Linked DNA regions of Mus musculus: regions 1, 2 and 4 are each linked to region 3. A link is a contact called in public promoter capture Hi-C data. All regions are on one chromosome and are shown on one strand. Each heading gives the region's core, a stretch centred on a gene start, on an enhancer-like site or on the middle of the called end of the contact. The rest is flanking DNA. Distances are from core to core; before and after follow the strand shown. Region 1 holds the start of Gorasp2 (golgi reassembly stacking protein 2). Region 2 holds the start of Ccdc173 (coiled-coil domain containing 173). Region 3 holds the start of Itga6 (integrin alpha 6). Region 4 holds the start of Sp3 (trans-acting transcription factor 3).

The links. Promoter capture Hi-C pulls out the DNA fragments that hold promoters and counts their contacts. Capture Hi-C pulls out chosen DNA fragments and counts their contacts.
Region 1: a contact with region 3 is called in a promoter capture Hi-C map of hippocampal neurons, with 5 times the contacts expected there. The contact joins the promoter of Gorasp2 here to the promoter of Itga6 in region 3. A contact is called at or near these places in 3 of 39 promoter capture datasets (hippocampal neurons, liver and pre-B cells) and 1 of 115 datasets of contacts at active chromatin or transcription factors (extraembryonic endoderm stem cells).
Region 2: a promoter capture Hi-C map of pre-B cells shows a contact between it and region 3, with 5 times the contacts expected there. The contact joins the promoter of Ccdc173 here to the promoter of Itga6 in region 3. A contact is called at or near these places in 2 of 39 promoter capture datasets (liver and pre-B cells).
Region 4: a contact with region 3 is called in a promoter capture Hi-C map of liver, with 2.1 times the contacts expected there. The contact joins the promoter of Sp3 here to the promoter of Itga6 in region 3. A contact is called at or near these places in 3 of 39 promoter capture datasets (embryonic stem cells, liver and stem cell-derived epiblast-like cells) and 1 of 9 other capture datasets (liver).

Annotation. Positions count from the first base shown.
Region 1 is chr2:70,660,231-70,662,930 of GRCm38.p6, forward strand. Gorasp2 (golgi reassembly stacking protein 2) reads left to right here and starts at 1,279. Exons shown (of 10, transcript NM_027352.4): 1 at 1,279-1,530. The coding sequence starts at 1,468.
Region 2 is chr2:69,788,074-69,790,773 of GRCm38.p6, forward strand. It overlaps Ccdc173 (coiled-coil domain containing 173), which reads right to left and starts at 1,413. Exons shown (of 9, transcript NM_001077684.1): 1 at 1,342-1,413. The coding sequence starts at 1,390. It overlaps Phospho2 (phosphatase, orphan 2), which reads left to right and starts at 1,664. Exons shown (of 4, transcript NM_028521.2): 1 at 1,664-1,883; 2 at 2,213-2,248.
Region 3 is chr2:71,785,630-71,788,467 of GRCm38.p6, forward strand. Itga6 (integrin alpha 6) reads left to right here and starts at 1,310. Exons shown (of 26, transcript NM_008397.4): 1 at 1,310-1,691. The coding sequence starts at 1,510.
Region 4 is chr2:72,979,172-72,981,971 of GRCm38.p6, forward strand. Sp3 (trans-acting transcription factor 3) reads right to left here and starts at 1,275. Exons shown (of 7, transcript NM_001018042.3): 1 at 1,079-1,275; 2 at 316-461. The coding sequence starts at 1,085. It overlaps Sp3os (trans-acting transcription factor 3, opposite strand), which reads left to right and starts at 261. Exons shown (of 3, transcript NR_045269.2): 1 at 261-424.

The sequences.
Region 1 (2,700 bases), core at 29-2,528, 1.1 Mb before region 3:
GAGGCTGGAAGAGGGTGCTAGATCCCTTCGAGCTGAAGCTATAAGCATTATAGACAGTCTATTGTCGGTGCTGGGATCTGAATTCCCATTGACATGACTGAGCAGCCAACACTTTTAACCCGTAAGCCTCCTTCCTCTTCAGCCCTAGGAATTTTTTCAGATTGGCCTTCTGTTAGCTTTTTGTCAATGACAAAAAAACGACTTAAAGGAGAAAGAAAGATTTGTTTGGCTTGTAGTTTCAGTCCATAGCTGTTGGCTCCATTATTTTGGCAAAGCTGTTCATCTCGGGGCAGCTGTGAGGCAAAGAGAGAAAGTAAGCGGCAGGGTTCTACTCCCTACTTTAAGGACAGACTCCAACTTCCTTCTACAAGGTCCATCCCTTCAAGGTTCCTCCACCTCCACAGGCTAGGGACTATGAAACCTCTGGGCTTCACTCCAGATCCCAATGCAAGCTCTTCCTGGTATTTCTTAGTTTTGTCTATGGGTATCTCTTTCAGTCCAGTCTTCTTAATTTCATATGATTCTGATTCCATATGGCGAACTGGTCAGCTGTCGGGAAGAAAGGTCCCCGTACTGTATTCCCCTGGCTCTTTAGAGCACCACTCATTTGCTCCTCTACCTATCCTTTAAACTAGACTATCTAACTGGTGGCGTGTTGGGTTAACTATGAAAAACCATTTGGGACTAGAATACTTCAGAACCCTTAATAATAGCTCACACTGCAAAACACCAAAGACAGTCAACACCTGGATGGGACACCATTACTGAAAGTCAAACTATAGCATGGGGAGGAGACGGGGCAGGGAACACTGAGAGGGGTGCAGTGGGGCAACAGGCAAAATTCCAAGGAAATCCAACCCCTGCCCCTCGCTCCTGCGTAGCTCCGTAGTGTTCTATCAGGACGAGAAGAAAAACAACAAAACAGTAACCGCTTTTATTTCAGGGAACACTGCTCTTTATAAACGTGAGCTGAGAATACCTGATATTCCAACCCCAGAAAGGCACTGTGAACTATCCTCAGGTATACAATCTTATTAAACAAGACCTAAAACAAAGCAAGCGCCAGGCGTGCTCGGCATCTGCTCCCTTCCTCTCTGGCCTCTGGTCACCAGGAGGCGCTGCGACCAAATACCCTTCTGCGAAGGTAGAAACGCGCCGAGATAAGTCTTGTCTGCTCCGGGGCCCCGTAGCGAGCCGTCGCGTTCCGGGCTGTCTTTCCGCTTTCTCGCGCTCCCTGCCTCCGCCCGCTGCGCTCTTCCGATCGTTCCCTCCGGCTCCCGTCAGGGGGCGCTGTCTGCGGCGTGGCAGCGGCCGTGGCTGCCGGGCGACGATCTCCCGGCGGGCTGTGCGGCCCGGCTCGGGCTGCTGCAAGTGCCACGTCCCAAGAGCTACGCGGAGTCGCCAAGCGGGCGGTGCGCGAGGCGGAGCAGCGCTGAGCCGGCCGGGTCGTACGGATCGCCCGCCGCCATGGGCTCCTCGCAGAGCGTCGAGATCCCGGGCGGCGGCACCGAGGGCTACCACGTTTTGCGGGTAAGGCCCGGGGGGACGCCGGGGCGGCCAGGCCCGAGTCCGCGGAGCACCCTGGGCGCGGCTGCCGGCGACGTGGCCCGGGACCCACCACCCTGGCTCCTGGCCCTCCGCACGGCCTCGCCGCGCACTGGCCTGAGCTTCAGAGTTAGGAAGAGCAAGGGGCGCCGCCTCCAGAAGGAGCCGGAACCCGTACCTGTGTTCTCGGGGAGGGTGACGGAGCCACAGGCTAAGCGGAGATGTCACGACCGGTGTCGGTTCATCTCGGCTACCCCTGGATGCTTGCAAGGGCCACCTGGACAGGGAAAGGAGCACGAACGGCCTCGGGCTAGATTTGACAGACTTAAATTTAGTTGATTTTTGATAGGACTTTTCCGTTCCGGGTCGCTCCTGACCCTTCCAGATCTCTCCAACATTTCCTGGAGGAGAGGAACTTCCGTTCTTCTTTCTAAGATGAAATAGTCGGGGAGATTGAGGTTTAGGTCCGCGGAGGAGAGTTTCCAAAATAGCCAGGCTTGATGAGGAAACGCAGCGCCAGACACCAGGGGTCAAAGACACATCCGCCTGTGAACGGTCCTTTCCTCGTGGAACCAGGAATGTGGTGACACCTGTGTGAGTGCTAACATGGGCTGTGAACAGAGTGGCCTCAGTCTGCATCGCCATTTAGGGACAATCTTCTCTGAGAGTGTGCTTGCTTACCTTCATTTTCTGCCCTGGGTCGCATGTTCTGAATGAGATAACGTTTTAAAATAGCCCAGATACCTGAACGATAGGACTGTGATTGGTCACCTGGTTGTCGGGATTGTGGTTGTCTCTCCATTCCACTCAAAAGAGACTTTTGAAGCCCTTGTTTTTCCAGGGTGTTTCTTCATATGCCATATTACTTTCCTATTTCCTTCAGCTAACCAAACTCCTAAATCCCACACTAATAGGAAACACAGGAGAAAGAACTGCTTCATCCCGGGTTCGTAGGAAAATTAATGGCGATGCTTTTTCATCTGGTCTGATTCTGAGTTGACTCATGTGAGGTGTATTATCCTGTTACTTGCAGATTCTGAGTGTGGCCATGAACCCTTAGGGAGCTGCAGTATTTTTATTATAATAAACACCCAGGGAAACCTAGTAAGACACATTAGTGTTAATGAGTAGGAAAAAAAAATAGTCTTTAGGGTC
Region 2 (2,700 bases), core at 163-2,662, 2.0 Mb before region 3:
TAACATGTTAAGTCTCTTCACTCTTCTGAACTGATCAGAGGAGTGTATTCTCCTTTTCTTCTCTCTCCTTAGCATGCTTTCCTTAACACTGTGAGCTTTCCCCAGCGTTTCAGACTGCACGCTTCCTCTAAAGCAGCAGTTTCTCAGTCTGTGCATCTCAGCACCTTTGGGGGTCGAATGAGGGTCGCCTAAGACCACTGGGAAACACAGATATTTAATAATAATAATTTAAGCATAATTCATACAATTATAATCATGAAGTAGCACAGAAAATAATTTTATGGTGCGGGTCGCCACAACATAAGGAACTGTATGTAATAAAGGGTCACAGCACTAGGGAGATTGAGAACCACTGTTCGAAAGCATCTCTCCTCAATACACAGCAGTTTTTCCAAGTGGAGCAATTCAGAAAGAGGCTGAGAGAAGCCAGTTTGAATCAGTCAGCTTGCAGAGGAGTTTGGGCCAGAACACCTGTGTTGAACCATCGAGGCCAGAGTTCAGAAAGAACTAGAAAGGGTGAGCTTATTCAGCAGTAAGCCTCCAAGACAACAGTTACATCTGGTGAATAAAAATTACTTTTACAATGTCCTTGTGTATGAATCAAATTTCCTAATGTTCCCACTGACCAGATTGTGTCTATCCTAGGGTGCAGGGTGGGGGTAGGGTGCTATTGCTACAGAACTCAAGCAAAACGTGAAGATAGTTCAAATTTCCAAGAATCTATTAGTTACCATGACAACAATTAAACTTGTGGAAAGACTTTGTTTTTAGAAGTCCTACTTGCTCACATCTTTGAAAAAAAATCAAATCTTAGGTCACTTTAATTGGTCACTTTAATTACCTCATTATCATTTTTTTTTTTTTTTTTACATTATCAAAGCATTTGACTAGGGGAGAATTTTAACTTTAGCGTGGAAAGAACTGAGGTTTTTCCGTGAGCTTTAGAAAAGATTACTCAGCAGGTCTGCAACATTATAAAGATTTTGATAGGTCAATAACATTTCCAAACGGCATTCCAAAATTTATTCAACGAATTACAAAGCTTAAGTGCCCCGAGTGTCTGACGAGTTACAGCTGGGGTAAGGCTCTAACTGCTGCCTTTTCTACCCCTATTCTACTCCTAGTCTATTCTTTCTACTGCTACGCTCCCCTAGTCCTCTTTCCTTTTTCCACTCATTCACCTGAAGGCCAACCTGCCTAACTTCCAAGGATGCTTGCTGGGACTGCTTTCGACTTGGTTAAAGCCCATTTCAAAAGGCAACCGAAGCCCTCACTTTGTCACCCTATGCTGGGGTTCTAGAAACAACAACCCCAGCTCCGGCACGGGCCAAGGCAGCTCACCTTGGCTTTCCTTCGCCTGCCCGGAGCGCCGTCCAAAGCGCACCTGCATCTTTAACAAAGCTGATCCCGCGAGTCCAGAGCAGGTGATACTACTTCCAAGCTGAAGTCAGCTACTGAGCGATAACTAAACCATTTGGTTGTTTAGCAACCACGCCGGAAGTGACGTCAGTCTCCAATCCAGGAACCAGGAAGGAGCCCTGTCCGCGGCTGAACCGAGGCCCGAAGCCCGGGTGTGCGCGTGCGCAGTGCAGAGCAGTGGGCGAGCCGGCGCTAGCAGTTCACCGGCTGCGTAAGGCACGAGAACCAACCGGCCGACGCTGGTGCTGATGCTGGCGGCCCGCTGCGACCCAGGCCTGGGTCAGTGAGGAGCCCTCGGTCCCGCTCGGCCGCTGCCGCTTTTCTCACTCGCTGCGCTAGTTTGGAACCGGCCGGTGTGCGAGTCGAGGCCCAGGCTGGGTGCGAGCTTCTACTCTGCGCCCCGCTGGCTGAGGTGAAGGACAGCCCTTTGACCACCGAGCCACAAGGATTAAAGGACAGAAAAGGTGTTTTTAAATGATTTGATTTATGAGGCATAGTCAGGACTATATGAGACCCTGTCAGTTGTTACGTAGGACTATTAAAACTTGAATGTTGTCCCCAGAACATTCGCGTTGATACCTTTAACATACATTAAACTGCTTGGTAAATAACTTGTAATTAGTGTACTTCGGGAACCAGTCAGTCTCTAATGACACAAAAAGTGGACTGGCACTTGATCTCAGCAGAGGCTCTCCTGACATATCGCTGTACAGCTGATTTCATTACTAAATTAAAGGAAGTGCGACTTTCAATAATGAACGTTCTAATGCATAGTTGTGCTATCTCTCCTCAGGTTTTCTATCAGAGATGTTCCACTGTAATAATGCTGGTAAGTATGGAAGGATTAATAAAAATTTCTGGAGACGGAACTTTTGTGTACTTGTGCTAAGCGAGTTGAAAGCTCCGCAGGGCTGGAAAGGTCAGGGATTGAACTGTCTTTGTAGGCCAACAGCCGCTTGCATAGTTTGTGAGGGAGCACGACGCCTAGCGAGAGATCGGTGAATTACACAGTGCTAGCTGCATCCCCAGCAAATTGTACCTTTCTCTTCCTAAGGCCCTCTTCCCACAAGATAACGCAGAGTGAGCAGGAAGTTCCTTCACGGGACAGAAACTCTGAGCTGAGGGACCTCACCACAAGGGACAACACAGGTGCCCTTTAACCTGTTCACTCTAGAGTTATCCTTGAAGCAACTGGGGCAGAGTATATAACTTAGAAGGCAGAAGCTGTGTAGACCACGTCTCTCAGTGAAAATTATCAGGAGTTTTACCAAATTAGTTACA
Region 3 (2,838 bases), core at 60-2,559:
GGAGCACACCACTAAGCAGTTTTTATCCATGGTCTCTGCTCCAGGTTCCCGTCCTGAGTTCTATTATCTGGAAATGTAAGATAAAACAAACTCTTTTCTCCTCAGGTGGCTTTTGGTTAAAATATTAAATTACATCGATAGGAGACAGGGTAGAACAAGGCCCGTTCAGTAAGTTACTGAAAACCAAGACCCTATGCACAACATACATGTTTTTAAGAAGAAAATCGATTATATTAACATATGTCAAAATGTTAACATTTTTTTCTATAGTAATAAATTGCTTCTTTATTGACATACATCGAGATCTAGCAGAGTAGCTACCTAATAACAACTGTAATTTGAAACATCTGCAACAACCAACTTTTCTGGATAAAACAGTATTTTCTACTGATAATTGGGTTGTTGGTACAGTCTCCTGCCTTTGTGGTTTACTGTCTACATTCATAAGAGAAAACATGCTAATCTAAATGTCAGAGGATAATAAAAAATGGTTCACTAAAATGTATATTGTTTGTTCTCAACCAAGTTCTGAGCGTCCCTGAAGCAAGTTTTTCTATCCTAAAATAAACATGCCTCAAAAGCCAACACCTCGCTGGAAAGCCCCACCCTATGCCCGCGAGACTCAAGCCTTCAAGCCACCCACACGGACCTCTAGCTGTCTCTATCTATGCAGTTCTAACTAGACTAGGAAACTTAGGGTAAGAAAAGGGGACAATAGCTAAACTCCAGGGCCCAAGATAGAAGGACTCAGTGTTCCCTACCTAGAGATCTTCCCACAAAAATCTGAGTTGACTTTTTTCTTTTCTTTTCTTTTCTTTTCTTTTCTTTTCTTTTCTTTTCTTTCTTTCTTTTTTTTTTTTTTAAAAAAAAAACCAAAACTCATCAGCACAGAGAAGCCCGCTTCCTAGGCCTGAATGAAACAGTGTGTTTTTAAGTAGCACAGCAACGTTTTCGACGTTTGGGTCCCTGGGGAGCCAGCGAGTATGCAACATCAAGCCAACCCCAAGAGCTGGGCATACTTAGGCGCGTCTTGAACCCTTGGAGAACGGATGTCTTTGCAAGTCAGCCCTATGAGGCCCGCAGTTCAGTGACAGGTAGAAAAAAAGCCTGGCTAGTCTTGCCAAGCTCCGGGACGCTTCCGGGCAGGTGGCGGGAAGGTGGGAGGGCTGCGGCGGGTGCGCCGCTGCGGGGCGGGGCCGGCAGGGAAGGTGCGTGTGGCGGGCGGGGCCTCGGGAGGGGCGGGGCGGGGCGGGGCGGGGCCGGAGTCCCGGTCACTCGATAAAACGCTTGAGAGTCTCCAGAGAACAACGGGCTCATTGAGCAGCAGCTAGCTGCGGGCGTGGGGGAGCGGCCGCACAGTGAGCGTGAGCCGGCCGGGGGTGGGGCCGCGCGCAGGGGCGACCGAGGCCAAGTGGCCGCAGCGGCGCGCCAGGCAGCCCGGCCCCGGCCCCGAGCCCGCGCGCACAGAGGCCGCAGCAGCTCCGCGGGTCCCTCCCACCGCGCGCGCCCATGGCGGTCGCGGGCCAGTTGTGCCTGCTCTACCTGTCCGCGGGGCTTCTAGCCCGGCTGGGTACAGCCTTCAACCTGGACACCCGCGAGGACAACGTGATCCGGAAATCGGGGGATCCCGGGAGCCTCTTCGGCTTCTCGCTCGCCATGCACTGGCAGTTGCAGCCGGAGGACAAGCGGCTGTGAGTTCCCCGACTCTTCCCATCCCCACCGGGGCGCCGCGCTGCGCCAGGGAGAACGAGGGCGCGCCCTGCTGCCGCCCGTCCCGCGTGCCCAGAGCCTATCCGTGGGCTAGCCCAGCTCGGCTCTGCTCTGCCCTGGCCTTCCCTACCTTGCCCTGCCCTGCCCTGCCCTGCCCGCTCGCACTTCTTCGGCCCAAGACTTGAGAGATCCGGGCCCGCCGCGCCCTGCACACGGCGCCTCCCGGGAGTGAGGAGAGCCGAAGGGACAAACCCCGGGCCCGGCCCCGGGATACTTGACTTTCCCCCTCCCCTGAAGTGCTTTCCGCGGTTCTCCACTTCGGGCTTAGTTTGCAGGGACCCCGGCAGGTGGCACGCTTTGCTGAGCTTCACGTGTGCACTAGGGACAGTGATGGGACACAGGGTTGCGGGAAGTCTTCCAGGGAAATGCAGGCCTTTCTCCAACTCTCCGACCGTCCGGTCCCCTCCCTCGTTCGCGCGCCGCGTGGAAGTTGGGAAGCCACTTTTCGCTGTCCCGTATGACTTTCCCTGCAGAGTGGGCTCTCCTGCAGGAGATACTTTAACATGCTTCTTAAAAAGCACCTGTTCCTCAGGACTAGCTCAGCTGTGAAAACAGGCTTCTTCGAGTCGGTGTGCTAGCTCCCCCTCCCAGCTCCCTGATAGATCAGCAGCACTCAAGGATCCTCCGGCCCCAGTGCTGGGTGGGCCTCACGGAGGAGTTAGAGCAAAGTGCCCCTTCTAGGAGGGACTTAGAAAAGAAGGTTCGGAAGTGACAGTCATCCTCCCAAGTGTTTCTTCCAGGAGAAAGCGACTGGCTCTGCCTTTTAAACAGTGTTGGCTCCCACATGACCCAGTTCTTTGATTGGGGAAGATTTTCTGGAGCTTAGTCGCCCAGTCGCAGTGGGGTTAAATTCTTGATCCATGCTCATTCCCACAACAAAAGGTCCTCCTCCCCGCCCAGGTCTTGAGTTGAACCCAGGTCCTTCCAGGACCAGCAGACCGGAGAGAACAGAGTGCAGCCAAGGGGAAAGGAGAGGCCAGAATTATTTTAAACTGGAGAAAACTCCCTTTTCGGATATTTAACAACTTTGGGGTTTGTGCATATTGTGGACTTCAAAATCTTAAGGTC
Region 4 (2,800 bases), core at 25-2,524, 1.2 Mb after region 3:
CCGGGGTCTGCGGCGCCTCTCCCCGCGCTCGGTGGCCCGCGGCGGACGGCTGCGCGCCGGGCCTCTTCCCTCCGTCCGGATCCCACCCGGGAGGGCGCGCACACTTGCACACTCACACACACACAAACACACACACAAAAAGGCGGCGGGCGGGGGCGCGCGGGCGGGGTCGGAGCGTTGGCGCCTCGGGCGGGCAGCTCCCGGGGCGGGGGAGGGGCGGGCGAGCGCGCGCGGGAGGGAGGGAGGGAAGGAGGGAGGGCGAGGGGAGGAGAAAGCGGCGCGCGGGGAGCCCGGCCGCGCTCAGCCGCTCCTCACCTGGGCCGCCGCCGCCGCCGCGCCGTTTCCGTGCTGCTGCTGTTGCTGCTGCTGCTGCTGTAGATACTCGCCGTGGCCGCCGCCGCCTCCGCCGCCGTCCACGTCCAAGGCAGCCATTTCCTCTTGTTTCACGGGCTTTTCGGGAGCTGCAGGCACAGCGCGGGGGGAGGGGGGAGGAGGAGGGTGGGGTGGGGAGGAAGGCGGGTGCGGGGAGGGAGGGGGCCCGCGAGCCGCGGCCACATTAGTGAGCGCCGGGCGGCCCGGGCCCTGCCCCTCCCCTGCCCTCCCCCCGGCCGCGGCGGCCACGGCGGCGGCGGCGCGCTCCCTCCTCCCCTCCTGCTGCCCCCGCCCGCCGCGGCTGTAACCCTCCTCCTCCTCGTTCCCTCCTCCTCCTCCCCGCGCTGCCCCTGCCCCCTCTCCTCTCCTCTCCTCTCCTCCCCTTTCCCTCCGCGGCGCTCGCTCCTCTCGCACCGTCAGTCACTCGCACACGCCCGCCCGCCGCCGCCGCCCGCGCCCGCACACAGGGGGGATGCGCTCCCGGCGGACCGGGCCGCCCGCCCGGAGCCCGGCGGGCACTCGGCGCTGGGGCTGGAAGGGCTGGACAGCTGGCTGGCGGAGATGGGAGTGCGGCTTTCTGCCTCCGCCGACACTCGGTCGCACGCTCCCGGAGGCCGGGAGCCGGCGGTGGCGGCCCCGGGCTGGCTGTGGGCGGCAGTGGCAGCGGCGGAGGCAGCGAGGGTTGCTCTCTCTCGGCTTTACGTACCGGTCATAGTGTGTTTAGGACAGCTCAGGCGGGGCTCCCCGCCGCCTTACACATGGTGAGAAGCGAAGGCGGCGGCGGCGGGAGAGGATGCGGGAAGCGGCGGCGGACACGGCCGGAGCGGTCCGGGGAATTTTTTTTTTCCTATTTTGATTGACTGTGCGGGAAACACAAAAGGTGGAGCCTCCAGCCCAAAAGGGGGGAAGAGGGCGACAGCCCGCCCGGAAGTTCCGCCCCTCTTCCCGGCTCTCATTTGCCGCTAGGCTCTCCGTCAGCTCTGTTCATTGGTCCGGACGCCTGTCCGTCGCTCGGCCTGGCGGCGGGCTTCCTGTTTGCCCCCGGGTTGAAGGGGAGAGACAATGAGCGGCCGTGGCGCCGTAGGTTCTCCAGAACGGCCCCGGCTCGCGCGTTACCCCGCTGTGCCAGCCTCGTTCCTCGGCTGCGGCTGCCAGACCCGAGGCGCAGGCCTCTTCCACTGGCTGGCCCTGTGTGCAGGCCTCGCCAGGCTGTCGGGGAGCCGAGCTGGGGAGGAAGTCCGTCCCCGGTGGCTCCGGCTCCACTCGACGTCTCCTCCATCCTGGCAGCCGACCGGACTGGATCTCCCCAGGGCCCGGGCGCTCGGAGCTGCGTCTTGCCAGCGCTGCCAGGAGGCCACCGCCGCTCGGCCCCAGGGCTGCTGCTGCTACTGAGCAAACCGGACCCGCCCCACGAGCCCTGGGGGAGGGAGCTGGTATTGGGGGAGACACCCCCTCCGAGGCTGGAGGAGGACGTTTTCACACACATTCAGCTCTTGGTCGCAAGTCGGATCCATCACCTTCTCATCCTCCCGAGCTTAGCCCGTGGTTACCAACCATCTACTTTTGTGGACCCTGGAGGCGGGCACTTAGAGCAAAAAGATATCTCCAGTCCCTTCATAAAGAAAAAAGGTTTTAGTTCTGGCCAGTGATATCAAAGCAGGCTTAGTTATGTTTTTATTCAATGAGATACAGTCACCCTTTAAAATCAGTTTGCTGCACACACAAACTACCTGCTTCTTAACCAAGAAAGTCAGTCAACATTTGTTAAAACAGTACATCTAAAAAGTATCCTTCCTCTTGGGAGCGTTTAGTTACTTTTTTTTTTTTTTTTAAATTTTGTACTTAGTGGTGTATTAACACCCCTTCCTTTGACATCCTCAATGCCTTGCAGTCAGTCATTCAGGAGAAAAAAGTGTTCTGCAAACAACAGACAGAACGTTGTCTATTACCTCTAGATACTTTTGCTTAAGAAAGGTTGAATTTAAGAGTAGGAAACACTATCCACAATACTTTTATTAGAAATCTACCTCAAGCAAGAATAAACATCCCAATTATTGTACTTGTATGTTTTGTATGAGGTTGAAGGCAAAGCATTTAAACTAGCTTTGTATACACGAACTTGAAAATTCATGGGGGGGAGGGGCAGTGCATACATCGGTTTCAGAAGCCTTTTTGGACTTGTTTTTTTGTTTTTTGGTTTTTTCTCGTTGGTTGTGGTTTTTGTTTTCAAGACAGTTTCATGTGTAGCCTTGGTTGTCCTGAAACTGGATTTGTAGACCAGGTTCACCTGGAACTCACAGAAACCCACCTGCCTCTGCCTCCTGAGTACTGGGATTAAAAGTGGGGGCCATCTCCGCCAACTACTTCGTGGTAATTTTTAATACAGTGACACATGTTCTCTTTCTCTTGTGTCATGCAAGCAAGAACA